Regions from separate parts of the Gossypium hirsutum genome. Here region 2 is linked to region 1. Evidence: chromatin contacts called from public Hi-C data. All regions are on one chromosome and are shown on one strand. The core of a region is the stretch at or near the end of the contact, and the rest is flanking DNA. Distances in the headings are between cores, read along the strand shown. Region 1 holds the start of LOC107950810 (FCS-Like Zinc finger 3). Region 2 holds the start of LOC107897055 (cyclin-U4-1).

Region 1 (5,000 bases), core at 1,756-4,255:
ATACATAATCAAATACACTAGTATTAGTGGTAGTAGCATAAAAGCAGCAACGGCCAGGGATTAAAGCTAAGGGAATTAATATAACAGAGAAAATCACTTCATAAGATCTCAGCACTAATATTTAGCATCTATAAAAATGTAGGTGGTGTGTTCTTTTTGGTCTGACACACTTTGGTATCCGTTTGCCACATTGGGTTTTGATTAAATCTAGAATCAAGTCAGACGGAGGGTAAGCTCTTTCTGTACTGTTTTTTTTTTTAATTAAAAAAACTTAAATTTGGAATCTTGCTTAAAGGCATTAAATTTTTTACCACTCGATTCAAAAGGAGTCGAAGGTGATGATGTATTATGGGCTATTTGTTGTCCGGTGATCATCCAAGTTATGACTTTAAAATTAAAGCTTGGAACTTGAAGGAGTACTTGCCATGTCAACTTTTATATATTTCATAAATAAAGAAAAGAATCATCGTCACTCCGAAAAACGAGAAAAAGGTGTTTTTTACTTCCAAATCCAATAAATGATTAAACAAATTCCTGAGCTTGCATAGCATCTAGTCAGATTGCTTTTTATATTGTGTTGTTGCACTTGGGGGGTTTTTCCTTTTAAGAAAGAATACTTAGTGAGAAATTTTTTGCTAATTGTTTAGCTTTGGAATTAATCACGTTACAGTCAACTTTTATTATTAAATACAGTGCTATAACTTCTCTAATTTAAAGCTATACTTACTATTAGTTTTTTTTTTCAAAGAAAAAGTTTTACATCCCTTAAATACCATATTCCAGTCTCTATACTTTAATTTGTTTATTTTTTAGTCTGTAAACTTTGTTGTTGACCACGGTAATTATTAAATTCGTTTAACTAAATTAGGTTATTTTCAAATTTTTAAGCGACTAAATTTACCCATCTAAATTAATCTATATATTTTATGCATGGTAGATAAATTAATAGTAAAAATAATAAAATTGAACCCAATAAATATTTTATAAAGATGTTAATTTTGGCATGGGTACAAAAAGTTAAATTTGATTACCACAAATTTAAAAAGTGGATGCATGATGTAATGAAAAAAATAATGTGATTTTATTGGCGAAGTGATATTTTATTATGATTTAAACAAAACCTTATTACAATGATAGTGATGAATGCAAGGCAACAGGATGAATTTATCTGTTCATTTGCATAATGTCCACTAAATAATTAAATTAAATTGAATTCAATTTTCTGTATACACTGAAATTCAAACTCTACCTTTTGGAAATAAATTTTTACTTTTTTTTTTCATTAAATATCGCATTAAAAAAAAAGGAAAAAAAGCATTTTTTCTTTCTGAAAAAAAGAAAAAGAAAAACATTATCCTTAAATCCCACCTGTTAGTTTTGATTTGAAAGCTTGAGTTTATTCAATCTCTTATCCTACTTTTAAATTATTGGCTTAGTTCCTTTGCGTTTTTGGACTGCTTTTCTTACAATAGTTGGAAGCTCAGGTTAGACGTTACTTTTGGACATACTCTTATTTCTACGAAAAAACAATCCCTCCCCTTTTATACGAATTAAACAGCTCAAGGTAAAATTGAATGGAGAAGAAGAAGATAGAATCATATGTCATCTTGGACAACTGATTTGTCCTTATAGATTTAGATAGAGCGGTGATTGAATGTGCTATAAATCACTTTTGATAGTTTTTATCAATAATGATAATTAATAAGTAAAGTCTACTTTAAATATAAAATCAAAAAATGATTTAAATTCAAAACTATAAATAATTGAAAACAAAGTGACGTAAATTTAAAACTAATACAAAATAAAATAACTTAAATCTAAAACAAAATTGATATGAAATCATCCAAAAAGAAAAAGTTGAAATTACCTAAATTCGAAGGGATCTGATACTTAAACTAGTCAATTTAAAGAGCATTTACTACAGTGGAGCTCCAAAGTAGGGGGAACAAGCATGTGCAAGCGGTCCACATCCCGCCCCCACTCAATAATTGATTCCCACTATGGCGACGACTCCACCGTGAGCACCACCACCACCAACTCATAAGCCCTTGATCTCAATCCTGACCGCTACAATAAATCAGTATCATTTTTCCTACATCCGCCACGTATGATGCGGCAAATAATTCTATGGTGCTGCGCTGGCGATCGAATCGGGACGCAACGTACACGGGCAATGGAATGGTAGAACGTTGGGGGACGCTGCCCGGGTTTCACGGGCAGCATGCATGGACCTTTAGGTGTAATAAAGCCAGCAAGATGATGAGTCAGGTGGGCCCCCTTCTTCGATGTTTTTGTCGGGTTGTGTTCCATCGGTGGGGCCTACGTCTACTCAGCTCCTAGTTCGGTTTTTGTTTTCCTCTACTTGTGGACCCTACCAATTTCTCAATCCCAGTTGGAAAAAAAAACCAGCCAAAAAACAACTGGTCCTCCTTCCTCTGGAGAATTCAGGAACCGCCCACAACTTTTTTTTTCCCTTCTATTGGCGTAAGTTGATAACTTATTAATGTACACAAAAAAATTATTATTTTATAATTATTGGAGAATTTGATCATTTTATTTTGATTTATAATCAGTTTTTTTAATAATTCGATTTTCATAAATATTGATAATGAAATTAGAAGCCAAAAAAACATGGCATAAACACAACATGGACCATATCGTAAAATGACAAATGTAGTTACGGACATCATTTGCCACAAAGTTTCATTTGATTGTGGCACGTGTTTTTGCTCTCCACCCAAAGATCCAACACTACGTACGGCAGAGTTTGAGTTCATTGAACCAAAACCACAATGGTGACTTGAAAAAAGATTAAAATAATATTCATCGGTAACCCTAAACCAGTAATTAGTTAAAAACAGACACCTGGCATATTAAAAAAAATAAAATTTGATTCTTATTCGTAATCATCAGAGAGAGAAAAAGCAACTCACTTTATTTAATTAATTAAAAATATAAAATAAATAACTTTGGCAGAAAGTAAGAAAGATAGCGTATCAATAATCAAGCATTTTTATAATACCGCTTTTCATTTCCAATACCGCCCTTGGATTTGTGCGTATCATAATGCACTTACTTTTACAACATCACCAATCAAATTTACACACCTGTCCATTTTGGGGCTACATAGTCTTACAGTAGTCCCTGTACTACCTGATTGCACCGAGTCAAAATCTAAGCTACAAGCTGACGCTTTCTTTATATATAGCTGCCAACCCTCAACTGCTTTTCCTCCCTCAACTCACAACACTCTCTTCCAACCTTTTTCAGTTCCGGCCACTCTAAACAAGCGACTAATATGTCGGGTTATTATTATTACTCAGGGTGCCCAGATCACTACGAGGCTCATTATCTGGATGCCTGCTCCGTTTGCGGCAAATCGCTTCATAATTCCGATATTTTCATGTACAGGTTGGTTGAATTTTGTATTTTGTATTTTGAACCGGATTTGATTATGAAAGAATCTTGTTTTCTGATGGTTATTATTATTTTTAAATTGCAGAGGGAATACACCGTTTTGCAGCAAAGAGTGTAGACAAGAACAGATGGAGATCGATGAAGCCAGAGAAAAGAAATTGAAATCTGGCCGATCTCTTAGAAAATCGGATTCAAAGAGCTCTACACCCAACAAAACTGTTCGGACGGGCATTGTTACGGTGTCGTAATTACATCTTCTTTTTTTCTTTAAATGATAATTGTATCATCATCAATTTTGAAAAAAAAAAACGAAAAAACAAGATCGGGACAAGAATGGGAAAAAAAAAAGAAACCTTCAATGGAATTTTGTATTTTCGTTTTATTATTGGGTATGATGTTTGAGAGGAGTGGATGTTTATAAGGGGAGGGTATCGGATGTGCAGTTTTCATTAATGGAAAATGTGCAAAGATTTATAATTTCTGGTATTCTTGAAATTTTTGAAGCATTCAAGTTCCAAAGATCCCTCTTTTAGTCTTTCCCGACCAATCTGTCTGCGGGAGATCATACCATTCGTTCTAACATGTTGACCCTTTCATTAAGCAAATGGATATATAATATTTTAAGGGGAATAAGGGCAAGAAGGAAAAAAAAAAAACCGATTTATCAGTATGTGCTTAATTCAATGAATGTGGACATGGTTGAACAGTATATTGAGTGTTGGGCAATAGCTTTAAGGGGGAAAATCATATTTTACCGATTTCCTGTAAATTTCGGACCAGAGTTGGAGCTGGAAAGAACTTTTTGTTTTATTCTGTACTGAATGGACCCTCCCTGATTGAATCGTTTAGTTTCCATGATAGTTCGAAGGCATCTCTTCTTTAGCAAATTACAAAAGGAATAAATTAGCTTCATTTTTCCATAGCAATAGACGAACTTAAATATCGTCAAGAACTCAAGAAAAACACAACTTGTCGAGCAGAGAGATGGAAATATTTTCTAGGCTCCCAAACAGAGGAGGAGGGCATACATTATACAGCTGCAAGCCATTCTTCATCTTTGTTCCATTCTTCTAGTTCATTATGAGTTCAAATGATTAGTTTTATTTATTTATTTAATATCAATAATTGGCTTTCTGAGTCCAAAAAATTGTGGCGATTCATCTTTGTTTAATCATCATAAGCCCAAAACATAGCCCATTTATACTCCATGGATATATGCTTTTGTCCTAAAAGAAAACCTGGAAATAGGAAGTTAATTAATGGGACATAATAGAAATTATGGGTCAAGTGTTTAGTATAGTCCCTGCACTACTCCATATGCACATGCTAGAAAAGGTTTATATATTGTTGGAATCTAAAGTGGTTAATTGCTTGAATTGATTAAGTTGAATCTAAAGTCAGTTATTTATATAGTTTAATTTTTTTACATAGTTTAATTTTTTTACGTTTGTGGAGTCTAACTCAATAAGTAATCCCACTATCTTTTAACCCACAAAAAAAGAGCGTAAATTATGCTCTATCACTCCCTAGTATAGAGACCTCACCTTTGTACTTAAAAATTGAAACACTCACCTCTAAACTTT
Region 2 (5,303 bases), core at 909-3,408, 220 kb after region 1:
AAAAAATTAAATTTTAAAATAATTCCAACAATTAATTCGAAATCTAAATTCAAAATGGTAATTCTCCCAAAAGAATTTTTAAAGCAGCATATTTTTCTTTCATTCTTTGTTCAACCCAAAGTATTAAACCCAAAGTCTTAATACTTGAGAATCTTAACGTGAACAACGGCATGTGGTATCAATCAAAATTACTCCCTTACTATAACTAGAATTGGGAGGAAAATGAGGAGCATCAATGAAAATGAACCTTACAACGTGTTAAAGGAATTTACAATTTTCCTCATCATTGAAAAAAAAAAGGCCACAATCATGAATCAAAACAAAGCAGGAGTAATAAATTCAGAAGAAAGAAAAAAAGACTTACATATATGTATATAGCCAGGCTGTAAAAAAGAAAGCAACTCCCAGTATCTGTACATGCATAAACAATTTGAGATCCAACCACCCCCCCCCCAAAAAAAAAAAAGGGAAATCCACAAGAAAACGCCAAAATTGAAACGACATTGAGAGCTAAACACTAAATTGAAGGCCTTAAACAGCTAGTTGTTCCTTTTGATGAGATGTGGATTCCTCGTCACTAAAGCACAAATGGACTTTCAATGTGGACTCTATAGAGGATTCTGGTGCAGTACTTGGTGGTGGAGGTTGCAACATCATCATCATCTGTCTTTGCAGGTAGGAATAGTAGGTGTGAAAGGTTTTGAGGTTTACATTTAAATGGAATCCCAACCCAAATAAAAAATCCACTTCAAGGAAGTTCATTTCTGTTGTACTGATTCCTCCTACTTTTGCATAGAAAGCGTTGTTGTAATACCTACAAAGATAAATGTTCCAAAAGTCAGGTCAAACTCAATGTTTGGTACTTTGGTAGAATATTAAAAGTGTATTATCCACTTGTCTTACTTTTTCTTTTTTTCCAGAATATTTGAAGTGTATGGTCAAAAGGAACCAAAAAAATGAACAGGTTGGCCTATCACACTGAACTTCAATTATAGGCTTCTTTGCAGAAACAACTTTGTGTGTGTATATATATATATTGTTTTCTGACTGTCAGAAGGACAGCCAGGATTCACATGCCTACAATTTGTTGGAACGGCAAAGAAATCATTCTTCTGGCAAATTCAATGGCTCTACAATTCCACCATATCTAATCATTTGACTTCAACTAAGGGGGAAAAGGTCAAAAAGAAAAGAACCAAAAAAAAAAAAGAGCTTAAATTCAGTCATAATTCAAAGAACATGGAAGAGATCAAAGTATCTAAAGACCCAAAACCCATAAATGAAATCCAATAATTCTTTGAGTGATTTATACAAACAAGTTAAGAACACTTACATATCATCCATGAACTTTGCAGCAACCATCACACTCGTAATAAGCAAGCGATGAACGTTGAAAGAATTGATGGGCAAGGAGGGTTGCCTTTGAGCAAACCGATCAAGATAAACATAAGCAACAATAAAGCAAGAGGGGCTGCAATTGGCGTACTTGTAAATTCTGTGTAGGTAGCTTTGAATGGAGATGGTTGGGCTTGTTAGGCCATGAAAAACTGAAATCTTCTGAGCCTGGAACCCACAGTTTAGATCGTTGGATTCAGCCACATTTTGGATGAGAGAAGACAAGAAAGTTATGAGATTTGACATCACATTTGGGTTGTCTAGCTCTGCCATGGCTGAGAAGGTTTTTAGGACCAGAAAAGAGTTGAATGTGTTGCGTGGCTTCTCTGGTTGAGGTGAAATATTTATAAAACAGGTAAGGTGGTCGTTAAAGGGTAGGTATTTTCAATGAAAGGAGTACCCATTTGGTGAAGAAACGTGGGATTTTACCAATAAGAGGCTGGTACACAAGTTCAAAGGTATTTATTTATTGAAAATGACTCTATATGACTTGATTTTGAGGTGAAGGTGAAATTAATAGGTTAAAATGTGTTGTTTTCATATAGAAAATACATCATCAAATCGATATTAAAATTTGGAAACTTGTGCTAAAGGGAAGAGAAAGGTGGTTGATTTGGGGATTAAAGTCATTTTGCTTGAAAGGTTTCCCGTGATTAAATTGTAGCTAATGTTGTAGTGGTGATGGCATGCAATGGCCATCATGTGATTTCATGTGGGAAAATGTTGATTGTAATTTGTGGGTCCTGTCTCTGAAAGATACTTGCACTTTGCAGCATGTGTTCCAAATCTAAGCAGATTGGATCTGTTATGTTTTTTTGGGATGGGTACCATGTATTCGGCCTATGCTTTTCTCCTTCTTTTCTAGGATGCTCTTTCCCTATAACAAATTATATATTATATTATATGCCAAACATCCTCAAACATGACTTCAACTTTAAATTAATTCCAAACTTCATTAATTTTTTACATGTAGTGTTAAATAAATAACTACTTTTTGTAAATTTATTATTTCGTTTAGATGTTAAATATTAGTTTTAAAGTTGAATATATTTAAAATATACTGATCAAACTCTAAATAAAAGTATATACTCTTATCGTAATGGCAACTTAAGTTTGTCATGTTAAATAATAGTAATAATAAAACCAACATGTCATTATGTTAGAATTAAGTTGTTGGTGGTAAATATATATATTTATAATTTAATTATATATTTCATGTCAAATTCAAACTATCAATGTAATACATTTTAAATATGTTTCACATCAAATTCAAATATTCATTTTATGACTAAGCTAATAATTAGGTTAACGAGAAGATTTGATCATTTTAAGACTAGGCTAATAATTAGATTAACAAAAAGATTTGATTGATATGATAATTGATACTTTAAAAACTCAATTAAAACGTTTTGAATTTTGATACTAATTTGTAATATATATTCAGGGTTTTGAATTTTGATGCCAATTTATAATATATATATATTCAGGATTACGAGTATGTAGTGGAAAGAATAAATTATAAAGATAACAACATGTGCCTAATTTTTTTAAAAATTTTAAATATATCTAAAGAGAGACATGTTATCTTCTTAAACTTAGTACCAAATAATAGCCCATAGGATATGCTTGGCAACTTCTGTACTAGATCAGGGATGTTGCATGACTTTTGTGCAGAAAATTAACAACAAAACAATAACTTAGAAGATGAAGACTACCCTGGCCACGGGTCTGCTTTATTTGTCTGCTTTTGTTTGGATTCACGGACTTGTCAAAATTTTGACCTTCTGAAACATCATCTAGTGTGTGGTGATGATATGATTCTTCCATGTATGAATGCTCATTGAGGGTATAGCCTGATATAAATATTCCAGCTGGAAAACAGAAAAATGATGCACCACTTTGTTTTACACATCAAAACACTGTAGTTTGTGATAATCAAATTAGCAACGAAACTTGCAAAACTGGGATTCGTTTTTTTTCTCTTTTTTTCTTTTTTCTATTTGACCCACCTTTGCTCTCACTTCTCATCAATGATCAAAGCATCAGATATTAAAAATATTTTTCCTTAGAACCACTTGAGCACTTTCACTTAGATCTCAGCATAATGATGATATCAATCAACTTTGGAGATTTAAACCGAAATAAAAGTAACTTGAAAATGTCTTACAAAATCATTAATAAAAAAATCCTCAAAACTCTTCCTTTTTTCAGAAAAAAAATTATAGTTGATAAATGATGTATGACTTGGGACCAAAACAGTTTTAAGATTTTGAAGCCCTACATATAGGTTCAATCAGCTTTCCCAGATATGTTCAATGAAAATTCCTAAGGTGCTAGAAGATTTTATCAATGGCAACAGTTTATGGATTCCAAGTCATGAGAATGATAAACTATCCATATCCCTTCCACAAATGGAAGAAAACTCTTGCCACTTGAGCAGCTTAAATTGGAAAATTCATACATTTGAAACAAGGGCAAAGGAAAGGGCTCCAGCAAGAATTCATGTAGGTGAGTTTTTTACCTGCCAAGTGTATCTTCCCCTGCACAAAATGGTTGGGAGAAATGGCTATAAGTTCACTTTCCTTGCCAACATCAGAGCATATGCTAACTCATGACTTCCATGATAAGATAGATACAAAACTTTCCCTGCACTTATAGATTTTAAATAATAGGTTATCACGCACTGCCCTGCAGTTGGTTGAGAAGCACCTCCGAATCATCATCCTGATTCTCATCGCCTGAACTATATGTTGGCAATACACTTTCAACAGCACCATCAGATAAGCTAATTTGTGATGCATAAGCTTCATTTTTGAGATATCCTGATTGCCGTAACAATCCCACCACAACCTCCCTACTTTCCGTGTCCTCTTTTTCATCACAGAGATTAAAGAAGGCAGAAACATTTGTTGGCTTTGGCCTCCAACTTCTTGAACCTTCAGTTGCAAAAGCTTCCTTTAGGCAAGATAGAGCCTCATCGATTCTCTCCTCTTGAATATTCCCTTCAGCAAGAATCTCCCATGAGCTTGAATTTGGCTTTCCTCCCACATCAGCTATGTGATTGAAAAAGCTCTGAGCTTTATCCAAGTTTCCTTCTTTAACATACAACCCCATTAGAAGATTTGCTATTCTAGGGTCATAAGATGTTTTAACTGATAGCCACTCTTCATAAATCTTTTCTGCCCCTTCAATATCACTGGCCCTAACCAGAGATGATATCATAGCATGATAACCCAAATTTGGAATACTGGGGAAAATAGATTTGTAAACCTTCCATATCCGATACACCTCCTCTTTATTACCAACAGTACCATAAAGTGTAATAAGGTAATGATATGGTATACGATCCCGACCGGTGATCCTACTCTCTACATTTCTCAAGCATTCTTCAGCTTTTTCAGACAGTCCCATCTTGATATACATGGTAGCCATTGTGCTAAATGTAGTCCAGTTTGGATTGATACTCCGATCTTCTTTCATCTGCTCATATACTTGTTCCATTCTTTCCACATATCCTTGGGATCCACAAGATGACAACCAGATGTTATAGGAATATATATCTAGACGTATGTTTTTTTCCATCATTTCAGAAATCATTGACTCAACTTTATCATACTCCTTAAGGTTCATATATAGAGTCATCATCACATTAAACGGAAGGGGATGCAAGGCATAACCTTTATTCCTCATATTGTCAATTAAAGATTCTGCCTTTTCTTGCATTCTTGCCCGCACATAGGCATTCAGAAGGGCCCCATAGATTCTCTTGTCCTTCAAAGTATCAGGGAGTTGAAGGAAGAAATCTTCGGCACTTGAAACTCCACGCACCTTAGAAATAAGGTCTAACTGAATTGCAGCATCACTAGCAGAAAATCTAAACCTCTCTCCTCTATTGTTCATCCACTCAT

What was found. A called contact is a pair of places that touch in the nucleus more often than the background predicts.
Region 2: a Hi-C map of leaf shows a contact between it and region 1, with 2.6 times the contacts expected there. The contact joins the promoter of LOC107897055 here to the promoter of LOC107950810 in region 1. A contact is called at or near these places in 8 of 34 Hi-C or Micro-C datasets (callus, leaf and seedling).

What each region holds. Positions count from the first base shown.
Region 1 is chrA08:8,681,696-8,686,695 of Gossypium_hirsutum_v2.1, forward strand. LOC107950810 (FCS-Like Zinc finger 3) reads left to right here and starts at 3,006. Exons shown (of 2, transcript XM_016885765.2): 1 at 3,006-3,411; 2 at 3,503-3,894. The coding sequence starts at 3,299. The coding sequence ends at 3,665. It overlaps LOC107950798 (ATP synthase subunit delta', mitochondrial-like), which reads left to right. Exons shown (of 2, transcript NM_001327581.2): 2 at 1-4.
Region 2 is chrA08:8,904,903-8,910,205 of Gossypium_hirsutum_v2.1, forward strand. LOC107897055 (cyclin-U4-1) reads right to left here and starts at 2,159. Exons shown (of 2, transcript XM_016822427.2): 1 at 1,334-2,159; 2 at 261-814. The coding sequence starts at 1,668. The coding sequence ends at 532. LOC107896945 (pentatricopeptide repeat-containing protein At1g02150) reads right to left here. Exons shown (of 3, transcript XR_001684006.2): 2 at 3,917-5,303; 3 at 2,896-3,266.